Regions from separate parts of the Mus musculus genome. Here all the other regions are linked to region 1. A link is a contact called in public promoter capture Hi-C data. All regions are on one chromosome and are shown on one strand. Each heading gives the region's core, a stretch centred on a gene start, on an enhancer-like site or on the middle of the called end of the contact. The rest is flanking DNA. Distances are from core to core; before and after follow the strand shown.

Region 1 (3,951 bases), core at 567-3,066:
TTAATTAAATCTCAAGATCCTACAAGAAATGTGGAGGGCAAGTTAAAGATGCTTAGGAAGGCGTCTGTGAAATCCATACTGGCGCCAGGTGTGGTGGTGTGCACCTTTAATCCCAGCACTTGGAAGGCAGAGGCAGGCAAATTTCTGAGTTCGAGGCCAGCTTGGTCTACAGAGTGAGTTCCAGGACAGCCAGGGCTACACAGAGAAACCCTATCTCGAAAAAAAACCAAAACCAAAACCAAAAAAAAAATCCACACTGGCAAACTCCATACTGGCAAACTCCGAGTATTTAAATTGACAGGGTATTTGGAAACACAGAAATAACAGGTTTTAAAGACGGTTGGAATTAACTTATTACAGTAAAGTTTTAGAAGGAAGTCCTTATAGAAATAAATGCAGATGATTTAGAGATGAAATGTTATTTGGAATTGTTTTAAATTTATTTTCAAAAGTGGGCGGAGGCCGAGCATGGTGGCGCACGCCTTTAATCCCAGCACTCGGGAGGCAGGCGGATTTCTGAGTTCGAGGCCAGCCTGGTCTACAAAGTGAGTTCCAGGATAGCCAGAGTTATACAGAGAAACCCTGTCTCAAAAAAAAAAAAAAAAAAAAAAAAAAAAAGTGGGCGGAGAGAAAGAATGCCAACAGGCAGATGGAAAGTAGGCTTCAAGATGCAACGCACTGCACACCAAGTGCAACATGCTTGCAGTAAAATAAAGGGTACCTCTACTCGTTCAAGCCAGTGGGATCTAGTACAGTCCACACAGCCTCATCGTGCACACACAGTCAGCTAAGTCTGTATAAAGGATTCAAAGTAAAGTGGCCACAACCCGGAACGTGGCCAACAAAGTTCAGATTTGTTCCAAGCCTTTAAAGAAGGCATTTTAGTGAGAGAGGGCGCCTGGCTTCACCGGACACACAGCGACAGTCATCTGGCTACACCACTCCAAGACTGTGCATGTGCACATGTACATTGGCTAGGTGGCAGAGGCCTTTCTGGCCACCTGTCTCAATACAGGCAAGCTTTTCAGAATCTGCTTTCTGAATGAGTTACAGGCTCCTTTTCAAACTATGTGGCAGAGTTTAGTTGGCAAATATGTCCTCTTCTACATAATCAGAAGGGGTCTGCCACGTTTCTACAGGAATGGCAAAGAAAACGCTAAGGTGCCTGATTCTCAAGCAAAAAAACCCAAAACAAAACAAAAAGACCCCTGGCCAAAATGAATAGAACGCCGTCTGGGCCTATCTTTTGCTGACCCATCGTCCCTAGCCTTATGGATCGGCCGCTCTTTCCAGCTGCAGTGCATATGGGAGCCCCAGGAAGAAGACTGGGGAGTGGCGTGGAGGGGTGACAGGCGGGGGTTCAGAAGCAGGAGCCCCGAAAAGCTGGGCGGAGGCTCTGGGCACTCAAATAGGGTTCCAAAGGGGAACAAAGGTTCAAAGGATTTCAGGGAATCTGAGGCCAAGGGAGCCAAGCACGCGAGGGAAGCGCGGAAGGGACACCCGGAGCACCGGACTCCACCACGGTCTCACCAGAATGAGCGCGGCAGCCGCCAGCGCCACGCCGAGCCCCAGCAGCTGCAGTAGCAGCGTAGCCATCCCGCAGCTCCACACTTGCGGAAGCGCGGTGCGGCGCCGCGCCCCGCCCCAGCCGGCCCCGCAGGAGAGGCCGGCCTAGCCCTCGCCCGCCGCCCGCAGCGCCCCCGCCTGGCCGTGCCCCGCCACGGCAGGAAAGCCGAGGCCTCCCCGCAGCGCCCCCGCGCGGCTCCGCCGAGGACTGCAGGCCGGTCACCGAGTGCGGCAAGTCAAAGCCCTGGACCTGTGCACTGGCTTCACCCCTCGCGCCGTGCAGAGCAGCCATCTAAGGATGCCCGGCGCCGTGGAGGGTTTTAGGGTCACCCCCTTTTCATCTCGTGCGCCTGCGTGTGTGTGGGAGTGTGTTCGTGCACAAGCGCGCGGGCCCGTGGGACCCCGCGAGATTGGCGACTAGCGGGACGCTCGGGGTGGCCGGAGCTGGCGTTAATGCCTCGGGCGCAGGAACACGGTAGCTGCACTTCCCTAACCCAGGATCCCTCCGAGTGCCCTGGGCTGGAGGCACGCCTGGCGACCGGAGGGCGCAGGCGCGGAGGGCTGCGCAGGCGCAGAGCGGGCCGGAAAAATGGCGGCTGGGTTCAAGTGAGTGGCGGCGCGCGCAAAGAGGGCCCGGGTGCGGGTGTGGCGCGCGGCGGCGGGTGGGGGCCCCCCCGAGGACTCGCGGGGCCGCGGGAGGGCTCTGCCCACTCGAGGCGCTGAGGGACACTGCATCCAGGACGGCCCGGACCTCTTAGCCGAGGGCCACGCCGCTCTCCACGCAGGGCCGCCCTCGGAAGGGACTGGGAAAGCGTTGGGCGCGCTCTGGTTAAACCCGGAGCCGCCCACGCGTGCAGCCTGCAAACTCGCGTCTGCGGTGCGTGCACCGTACCTACCTGCAGTCACTTGTGGCCGCGGGTCGGCGAGGAGGCCAAACGTATGTACAATACACTCTTCCGTGGTAAAGTTGTGGATGCTGGCGAGTGTGGTTTATAACGGCGCGAAGTCACGCTAAGGTCCCTGCTTCAGAGCACGAGTGATGTGACTGACACCCAGGTTGACCCTCTTCTGGGTGTGCCAAGGGCCTCTGTTCCTCCTGACTATGGCACAGTTAAGGTCACCGCTGGAAACCGGTTGCTGCTGTGTGGCTTTTATAAATACGGGCCACACAGTTTCAAACGCCTGAGCCTGTCGAGATCACGCCTCAGACACCACACTCTCAAGTTCTGGGTTTCTGCTTTAGGACGCACTGACTGAGACACGTTTTAAACATTGTTTCAGAACTGTGGAGCCGCTGGAGTATTACAGGAGATTTCTGGTGAGTGAAGGTGGTTTTGTACGTTAGAGCTGTGGGTAAAAACACCAAGCTTCGGTTCATTTAAATGAATGAGGCTTAATGCTGCGTACCCGAAATACATCTATGACCCGTTTCCTTATAAACATTTAGAAGGAAAACTGCCGTCCTGATGGAAGAGAACTTGGTGAATTCAGAGCCACAACTGTCAACATAGGTGAAGATAAACTTCCTTTTAGTTGGGTGGGACATCCTTGGTGTCACGTAGTTTTTCAGCCAGCTCTACTATGTCTAACGCAATCGGGTGATGTTAAGAGATTTTTATCATCACACCAACCTTGTAGTTGATCTAAACTTTAGTTCAAATTGGGAGACCGAAGAAAAAGATGAAAAAACGTTAAGTAGTAATATCATTTTCAAGTCACTGACCTGAACCGGTCAAAAGTTTCAGGGGGTGGGTGGGTGGGGGTGGGGGGAGTTTCAGAGGCAAACAAAAAGATTTAAACTACTTTGTAGGAAACTTTGTGGTTATTTTCTTTTTTTTTTTCTTTTTAAAATTTTTTATGAATACCAAGTTTACCTTTCCAGGTTCAATCAGTACAGCGGATGGCTCTGCTCTCGTGAAGCTGGGGAATACCACGGTCATTTGTGGCGTTAAAGCAGTAGGTTTCCTGTATGCCTGTAATGTCTGAATTCCAAGTTAACTGCATGCTTATGAGGTTGTACTTGATCAGGGGCTGGTATTTGGAATGATATTCCCCAAGGTTGGTTTTTGTTTTTTTGTTTTTTACATGTGAGCATCATTAACGCTTTACAAGGTGAGTCCTCAGCACGTCACACGTTAGGGTTTCAGCAATATCGGTTTTGAAATCGACTGTTACAGTGACACCTTTAGCCATCGATAGCTTTTGTTCGTCGTAGGAATAGTAACTGTCTGCTGAGCTTTTTAGATGCTCTACTGTTACCAATCTCTGTAAGTAGAAGGTAGGCAGAGTCTACTGACAGAACCTGTGCTTTCTCACGTTTCACTGAGCAGCTTTCCTCGTTTAGGTCTGTGGTCAAGCTGAAGTAATAACTGTCAGACCACATAC
Region 2 (3,951 bases), core at 874-3,373, 3.3 Mb after region 1:
GGAAGAGAACCAACTCTTGGAAGTTGCCCTCTGACCTCTCCACACATAAAAAAATAAAATCATTCTAGAACTGTCACAAGAAGTGCATAGTAGTTCTCATCTGTAATCCCACCTCTTGGGATGCTGAGGCAGAAAAACTGCCAAGAGTTCCAGTCCAGCCTGGCTACAGAAAGTGAGATCTGTCTCAGAACACTAAAAACAAAAAACTATGCTACAAATCCACTTAAGACTTCTAAAGGTCTGAAAACAAAACGCCATTAAGTAGTACGGGAAGTGACTGTCTAATATGTTTTTCTACACAAATTGATTACATGGATAGTTCTGTAAAATCAATCACCTCAATATAAATGGTTATTTAGGATTTATTTATGTATTTTATGTATATAAGTGCTCTATTTCCTGAATGTCTTGCACCCCAGAAGAGGGCATCAGAGTCCACTATAGATGGTTGAGAACCACCATGTGGTTGCTGGGAACTCAGCTCAGGACCTGTGGAAGAACAGTCAATGACTGCTTTTATCCACTGAGCCATCTCTCTGGCCCATAAATAGCCAAAAAGAAAAAAGAAAAAGAAAAAAGAAAAAAAAAAAAAGAAAAGAAAAAGCCAAATATCTAATCTCCTTATTTTGTTGTCAAACGAATTATAACTGCAATCTAAAAGGCTAACACACACACACACTCCAAAATTCAAGTCAAGTTTGGCGAATACACTTAATTCTTTCACGCACAAAAAAGTTTGTATAAAAGAAGCTACCCTCACACTAACAACAAAAACTGCTACAATGTATTAATGACAGAGCCGATAAAGCAGGGCATAGTTTACAATGTAAACAGATTCAAGCCCATACCCCCGCAAGTTATCACTGCGTGTATTTTTATGCAAACCGCAAACATCTGAAGCACAGGGGATGAGTTTGAGATAGCGTCAACAAGATCCATCTTAGAAGACACTTCTATTATCTCCTGCTAAGTTTTTGCACCGCTATTTTTAAAACTTCAGAGTAAGGGGTGGAGGGGGAGTCTGTACTGAAACTTCCTACCGGACCGCCCCTAGAAATGAGTCCCACCTCCCGGAGAAGGGTGTCGGGGTGGGGCCGTTTTGCTCTCCAACTAACAAACAAATGCTGCGTTTCCCACTCCCAAAAAAAGAGGCCGAGGGGCTGCAGGATCAAGTATGCAAGTGCCTGGATGGAGGTGACAGAGTAGCCTCCGCTTCTACAAGAGTCCATTCTTTCGAGTCCAACAGTGACCCCCGGCCGGGCGGGGACCGGTGAATCCCAGATGGGGAGGAAGAGGGAGGGACGGGGCCGGAGAGGGAGAAGTGCTTTCAAGCAATGAATGAGTCCCTGCCTCGGCCACACCACCTGTTCCTTCCGAGGGTGCCACCCCGACCAGCCGGCAGAATCCCTGTCCGGAGCGGGGCCGCGACTCCCGGCCCGTGCGGCCCGCTGCCCCGCTCAAGGCCAGGCTGCTCCTCCCTTCGCTCTAGGAGGGTAAACGGCAGCCGAGCCGTGCGGATGCCGGGGAGTCGGGGCCTAGTCCGGAACCGAGGCCTCGAAGCCCGCGGGCCGCGGCGCGCGGACGGAGGTGGGGGCGCTCCCGGGGCGAGACGAGAGCTGAGAGTGCGCCCCGCCAGCCAGCACAGCCGAGGTGGGGTCCCCGCGGGGTGGCCGGGTGCCCGCTCGCCCGCCCGGGCTCGGGGCTGACAGGCCCGGCTCCCAGCGAAACCATCCCCGGTGCCCGCTCGCCGCCTCACACTCACCAAGATCCGCTTGAAGAGCGCGTTCTCCTTGGGCGGGAGGCTCACGGCCGGCATGGTTCCGGCTCCTCCCGCGGCTCCCGCCACCGCCCGGCTCGCTCAGTCCGTTTGTCCGCCCGCCGCCGCCACTGCCGTTCCCGAGCTCACTTCAGCCTTGAAGCCTTCACTCCGCCGCCACTAGGCCTCCGGGGTCGCCGCGCCCGCCCTGTCCTGACACTCCCTTCGCCTCTTTTTTTTTTTCTTTTCTTTTTTTTCTCTCTCTCTCTCTCTCTCCTCCTTTTCCCCCTTTCTCACTTAACGCCGCCGCCACCTCCCCCCTCCCGGGTCTCCGTCGGCGGTTCACGTGGTAACTGAAAAGACCGACAGAGGCAGCCAAAATGGCGGACTCGGAGGGCTTTCCCACCCGGGTCACACCTCCCAACGCGCAGGCGCGGTGACCCGCTCTTCCCCACCCTCGATGCACCGGAGCCTGCCGGGAACGCGGAGGCCGGGCCGGCCTGCGGAGCCGCGGATTTCAGAGTTGGCTCTGCCGGTCCTGCCAGTGCCGTGTGCCTGGGAGGGCCGCCAATGACGCTTCCGCCGCCGCCGCCTCCTCTCTGGAAACAGACTTTCTGCCCCTTCTCGCTAGACCGGCCTGCCTTTCTCTCGGTGGGGTAGACTCACCCAGATGGTGTCATCATAGCTTGAGTATCAAGTGCCAAAATGGAGATGTTTTAAGAAGAGGTATAATGGTTCTAGGCCCAAGTGCCTGTATTGTGTACAGAAGGGAGCGAAGGGTAATTTGTGAACCGATCCGAAAAAGAGGGCTTAATCATCTTGAAAAGCCTCTAAGAGCTTGACCTATGAAATGGGCCCCGGCTGGCTAGGGTATCAGTGATTTTTGTTGACTATTGCTAGAGATAGCCAGGAAAGGTGTTGGCCAGATCCGAAGTGACATACTTATACTGCCAAAGGAGCCTCTGAAGGTTGAGGTATATTTATTTCATTGCTGAAGTCATATAATGCGAGGTTGAGGAACTGGCTGTGTGAGTCACCTTAATGTGGTGGAGTTGAGGGCCGAGACTCCTGGAGTTGGCTTCTAATTCATGCTTAGGGTTGTATCTGTTGAACTGCCTGTTAACAGAAATCCTCAATCCTTAGAGGCCAGACTCCACTGAGCAAGGTCAGGCCTGAGAGAGAAGAGGATCCAGACGTTTCATTACAGTTAACAATAAAACTTTACAAAATGGCAAGCCATTGAGTCACAAGAGCCATTTTACCCTTGATTATCTCATGTGGACCTTCTAGTAATCTGTGCATCCTGAGTCATAAAGATGTGCAGCAGTTTAGCTCCTTTAGGTCTGTTTTTGTTTGTTTTGTTTTGAGACAGGATTTCCCAGTGTTTCCCTGGCTATCCTGGAATTCGATCTCTTAAAAACCAAAAAGGGAGCAAGCTTAGAGCAGGCAAATCCTGGGGTATCCTTGAACACTAATCTCTCTAAAGATTTAGGAAAATTAAGTTGGTGAGATGGTTCAGTGGATTAAGGCACTTACTTTGCAAGCCTGACAGCCTGAATTTGACCCCTGAACTCACATGAAGATGGAAAAAGAGAAAAGGCTCCAAAGAGTTGTTCTCTAACCTCCATGTTGGCACACATAAATAACAAGTGAATTCTGGGCTGGAGAGGGAGTTCATAGGGGAAATGACCTGTTACTCTTGCAGAGAACCTAGGCTGGGTCCCAGCACCTCTGAAGAGGCCAGGTATACACAGGGTGCTCGCACAGACAAAAGGCTCATGCATATAAAATAGATAAGCCTAGAAGAAAATCCTTCACATACAAAGATGTAAGTAAATAAATAGCTTTTCTACAAGTGTGTGCTGTTGAAGAGCTAACCTGGTGCTTTATGCATGCCAGATAAGCACTTTTTTGTTGTTGTTTTTTTGAGACAGGGTTTCTCTGTGTAGCCCTGGCTGTCCTGGAACTCACTCTATAGACAAGGCTGGCCTCGAACTCAGAAATCCACCTGCCTCTGCCTCCCAAGTGCTGGGATTAAAGGCATGCGCCGCCACTGCCTGGCCAGATAAGCACTTCTACCATTAAGCTAGCTATACCCACAGCACTAAATGCAAATTTTGTTTTTTCAAATTGTACAAATAATTTTTTAAATTGTAAGGTTTTATTGGCATGTTAATTATACATAATAATGGTAT
Region 3 (3,951 bases), core at 689-3,188, 3.0 Mb before region 1:
CTTACAGAAATAACAAGGATAAATGAGTAGTTAGCCCCAAACCTTCCCATATTCCATTTCCCTAAGCACGGACTTTATTCACATTACTTCCACTGCACATCGAGACACCATTTTGACTTCAGGTAAGGCAGAGGAAAACATACACATATGACTAAGACAACTAACTTTCCCTATACAAAGACTATAGTCTATATAATCAATTCAAGGAAGCATAACTATGATACAGACATATTTTATTTCATTTAATCTTCACAACTTCACCCTTTTTTCATTTTTTTTAACTTTCTCACTTATTGTGTGTGTATGACTTGGGAGGTAAGACATATACCACAAGGTTCATGTGGAGAGCCGAGGACAGCTTTGTGGAGTCAGTTCTCCCCTTCTTCCTCTATGTGGGTTCTGGAAATCTAATCCAGACCATTAGAACTGCAGGGCCAGCTCTACTACTCACCAAACATCTCACTAGCCCTTTCCATATTTACTGATGTCACCCAACACTGGAGGGTAAGTCTAGTCTGATTCCCAAATTTGAAACTCTTTGGAAACAGTTTTTTGTTTTGCTTTGCTTTGCTTTTTGCCTGATTCTACAATATTACACTTTATATCTTCCTCTTGACCCGCATAAAAACAAAAACAAAAACAAAAAAAAAACTATACCTGAAATTAACTCTATGGCCATAGATTATAAAAAGAAGAAAAAAGTCTATTAATGAATCCCTGTGGCCCTCCACACTCAACTCCTATTTAAAGACCACAGTCCTCTGAAATGAATTCTTTTTGACCCATTAAAAACTGTCTTTAAACAAGGCTTGATGGCTAGTAATTCCAGTACTGAGTAAGCTGAGGCAAAAGAATGGAAGTCTGAGATCAGACTGGGCTACATGTAAGGACCATGTCTCAAATAAATAAACAATGACCCTGTGGCCAATTAAACTCTCAAAAGTTCTTCCCTAAATCTTTAAATAGCCTGTCTCTACTGGCTCTTGGGAGGCACGGCCACTTTACTGTATTGTATCAGAAAGTGCAGCTGTCTTCTGGGCACTGCTGAAAGGAACGCAGTTTCCACTGGAACTGCTGCATCACTGGTAGAAAACAGTATAATCCAGGCAGGTTTGGGGCAGACATCAGCCTATAGCAGCTGCCCACGGTGCTGAAATTGAAGATTAAAATGGGAGTTATGGAAATTAACTACTGCCAGATTAGAAGAAAATAGGGCAATTGACCATAAGCAAGCAGAGAACATGCAGCAAAGTTGTTTCCCTCTCAGGGGCAGATCAATTCAATAAGCGTCCTTGCAAAAAAGTTCGGACTTCCAACATTGGGTAGGAAAAAAAAAAAAAAAGGCAGTATGTGGCCCTAGCAAGGTCACGTCCAAGCCTGTGAGCTGAGCTTTTACGGAAGGAAAGGGGAGTGGGTGAGAAAAGGAAGGAAGCAAGCGATGAGATTTTCTTCTTCTTCTTTTTAAAGACAAAACAGCCCGAGAGTATTTTCGCCGAGGACTTAAGAGGCAAGTCCTGGACTAGAGAAGTCTTCCAAGTATCTTTCCAGGCCACGGGGACCTCTGGAAGGGGCCGTGGGAAGCAAAATCCATAGCCCGACAACTTCAGATCTACCAGCCCGCAGGATGGGATGCTAAGGACTCCTCTCCCGCACGGGCCTGTGCTGTCACTGCACGTAGCAGAGGAGCCCGACCGTCCCCACCTCGGGCTACCGCACCCAGGCCGGAGTGGGTGTGTTCTCCCGGCCAGGCCCGACAACCCCCGCCTACCGCTGCGGAGCCACGCTGGTTCTTACCTGAAGTCCGCCCCCGGAACCTAGGCTCACGGCCACCCAAGAGAAGTCGCTACCCGGACTTCATGACTGAGTATCCGCACTGAGCCCCTACCCAAGCAAGTCGGAGAAGGGACCACAACAGCGGGCAAGCGGAAGTCCCGCCTCCCATGCCTCATTGGCCCATACTCGGAGGTAAAGAAATATTATTGGGCTGTGATGTTGCCCGTCACGGCCCCGCCCCTCTCGCGGAGTCGCGCAGCCTGCCTCTGCTGGGTTGGGAGAATTGCCCAGTTTTTGAGTGTCGTTCTGAACCGCGTGATACATCATCCCTATTAGGAACGGGGAAGATGAGGGAGGGACGGCTTTTGGAAGCCCTGGGTGCGGTGGAGAAGCCACCCTGGACTGCCCCAGCCTGATCCGCAGATGATTGGCTTGCAGAGTGAGGCCCTAGCGAAGGCTGTGTGTCTGAGTGGCCCGCAGCGATCCGAGGCCGAAGAGCCGCGAAGTGTCTTGCACCCTCCCGGGAGAGGGCCGATGAGGGCGGGGAACTCCGGGTGACGCCTTGCGCTGGAATCCAGGTCGGGTTAGAACTAACCGCCCGAGGTTTATGCAAGAACCACGAGGCCTGGCAGGGAGCCGGGCTGATCAGCTCACTGCTTGACTAGCCAAAGTCCAACCACGCGATTCAGTCCTCAAAACAGCCTTTCAAAAACCATGTCACCTTTTGAGGAACGAAAATCTCATCCCTTGAGTTCTCATACTTTTTCACCCCCTAGTCTGAAAAAGCAGAGTTCTTGGATTGAAATGACCTATTGGGCCATCAACATTAACAGCTCCTAAACTACTGCCTTTTGTTTTTAATGCGGTTTGATGCAAAGATTCTGACATGCCCTAATCGAACTGGCCCTAATAAAGCATCTTTGAGGCCCATACTGGCATCAAATATTTAATTAACATGTTTGGATTTTGGTTGTGGGGGGAGTTATTACAGGAATGTAAGTTGTTTATAGCCTCGTTTGCTTCAGGAGCCCTAAGTAGGTGGGGAACAAGAATAGAAAGATTTCCTATTCTTTTTTCTTGTGCCTTTTAAACTAGAATCTACTCTAAATACCACTCAAGCAATTTAAGAAAACAAATGTAAGGGATTGAAGATTGAGTTCACAGTCAGCACCCAGAGCACTTGCCTAGCAAGCACTAGACTCTGGGTTACAGAAAAGGGAGGGAACAAAAAAGAATCAGATTAGAATAATAAGGACCATCAAAAACATTTTCAGCTGCATAGCCCATAATTGTATAGTTAATGTATTTTTCATGTATTGGGAAGAAGACATTCACAACTATATAACTGTGCTTTGACAAAGTCATGAAGGTCGAGATTGGGAATATTGTTATGAAGGCTAGAGTACTATACAGAGAGGTGCTATATCTTTTGATGCATCTTTAATTAAATTCTCTCAAAATGGTTTTCTATATTAAATTAGATTTCTTCCATAATATAAAAGTTTTTTTAAGGACAAAAAATAAAGCCAGTTGCTAATTCCTTAAATAGAAACTCTTAAGAAGAGAACATTTTGCTTCTGTATTCAGTCTGCTCTGTAATCCATGGTAAATATATAGTTCTCTCAGAAATAAGCAAGGTAATGTATTTGTGTTGCACTTGGGCAGACTAATGGTGATATATATATATATATATATATATATATATATATATCCCTTGTATTGAATGAAGGCAAATTAGAAGATAGAGTGGAAAATAATATTTTCAATTGTCTTTTTTTCGAGAGCATGAAAATTTTAATAGAGTATATGATGATAAGAAAAAAAAAACACCAATTATTCCCTCCTAAAATCCAATCATCTGGATGTGATGGAATAGGCCTAAAATTCCAGCACTCAGGAGGATCTAAAGTTACAGGGCCTCTTTAGCTTTGTAGCCACTTCAAAGCCAGCCTAGGAAACATAAGACTGTCTTATTTACTATGACTGTGTGTTATAACCAAGGCAACTTATAAAAGCAAATGTTTAGTTGGGCCTTTGGTTTCAAGGGTTTATTAGCCAGGGTTCTCTAAAGTGACAGAACTTATAGAATGAACATATATGAATATATCAATATATGTGGGATTTATTAGAATGATGTAAAGGCTGCTGTCTAGCTAATCCAATAATGGCTGCCTATGA

What was found. Promoter capture Hi-C pulls out the DNA fragments that hold promoters and counts their contacts. Capture Hi-C pulls out chosen DNA fragments and counts their contacts.
Region 2: a contact with region 1 is called in a promoter capture Hi-C map of pre-B cells. The contact joins the promoter of Naa15 here to the promoter of Exosc8 in region 1. A contact is called at or near these places in 2 of 39 promoter capture datasets (cranial neural crest and pre-B cells) and 2 of 484 Hi-C or Micro-C datasets (B cells and memory CD8 T cells).
Region 3: a contact with region 1 is called in a promoter capture Hi-C map of adipose tissue, with 2.4 times the contacts expected there. The contact joins the promoter of Rnf13 here to the promoter of Exosc8 in region 1.

The regions. Positions count from the first base shown.
Region 1 is chr3:54,733,229-54,737,179 of GRCm38.p6, reverse strand. Exosc8 (exosome component 8) reads left to right here and starts at 1,816. Exons shown (of 11, transcript NM_027148.3): 1 at 1,816-2,172; 2 at 2,848-2,884; 3 at 3,014-3,077; 4 at 3,449-3,522. The coding sequence starts at 2,156. Alg5 (asparagine-linked glycosylation 5 (dolichyl-phosphate beta-glucosyltransferase)) reads right to left here and starts at 1,641. Exons shown (of 10, transcript NM_025442.3): 1 at 1,531-1,641. The coding sequence starts at 1,596.
Region 2 is chr3:51,414,188-51,418,138 of GRCm38.p6, reverse strand. Naa15 (N(alpha)-acetyltransferase 15, NatA auxiliary subunit) reads right to left here and starts at 2,123. Exons shown (of 20, transcript NM_053089.3): 1 at 1,763-2,123. The coding sequence starts at 1,816. It overlaps LOC108168868 (a long non-coding RNA gene), which reads right to left and starts at 1,756. Exons shown (of 2, transcript XR_001783830.2): 1 at 1,365-1,756.
Region 3 is chr3:57,734,044-57,737,994 of GRCm38.p6, reverse strand. It overlaps Rnf13 (ring finger protein 13), which reads right to left and starts at 1,938. Exons shown (of 10, transcript NM_001113413.3): 1 at 1,795-1,938.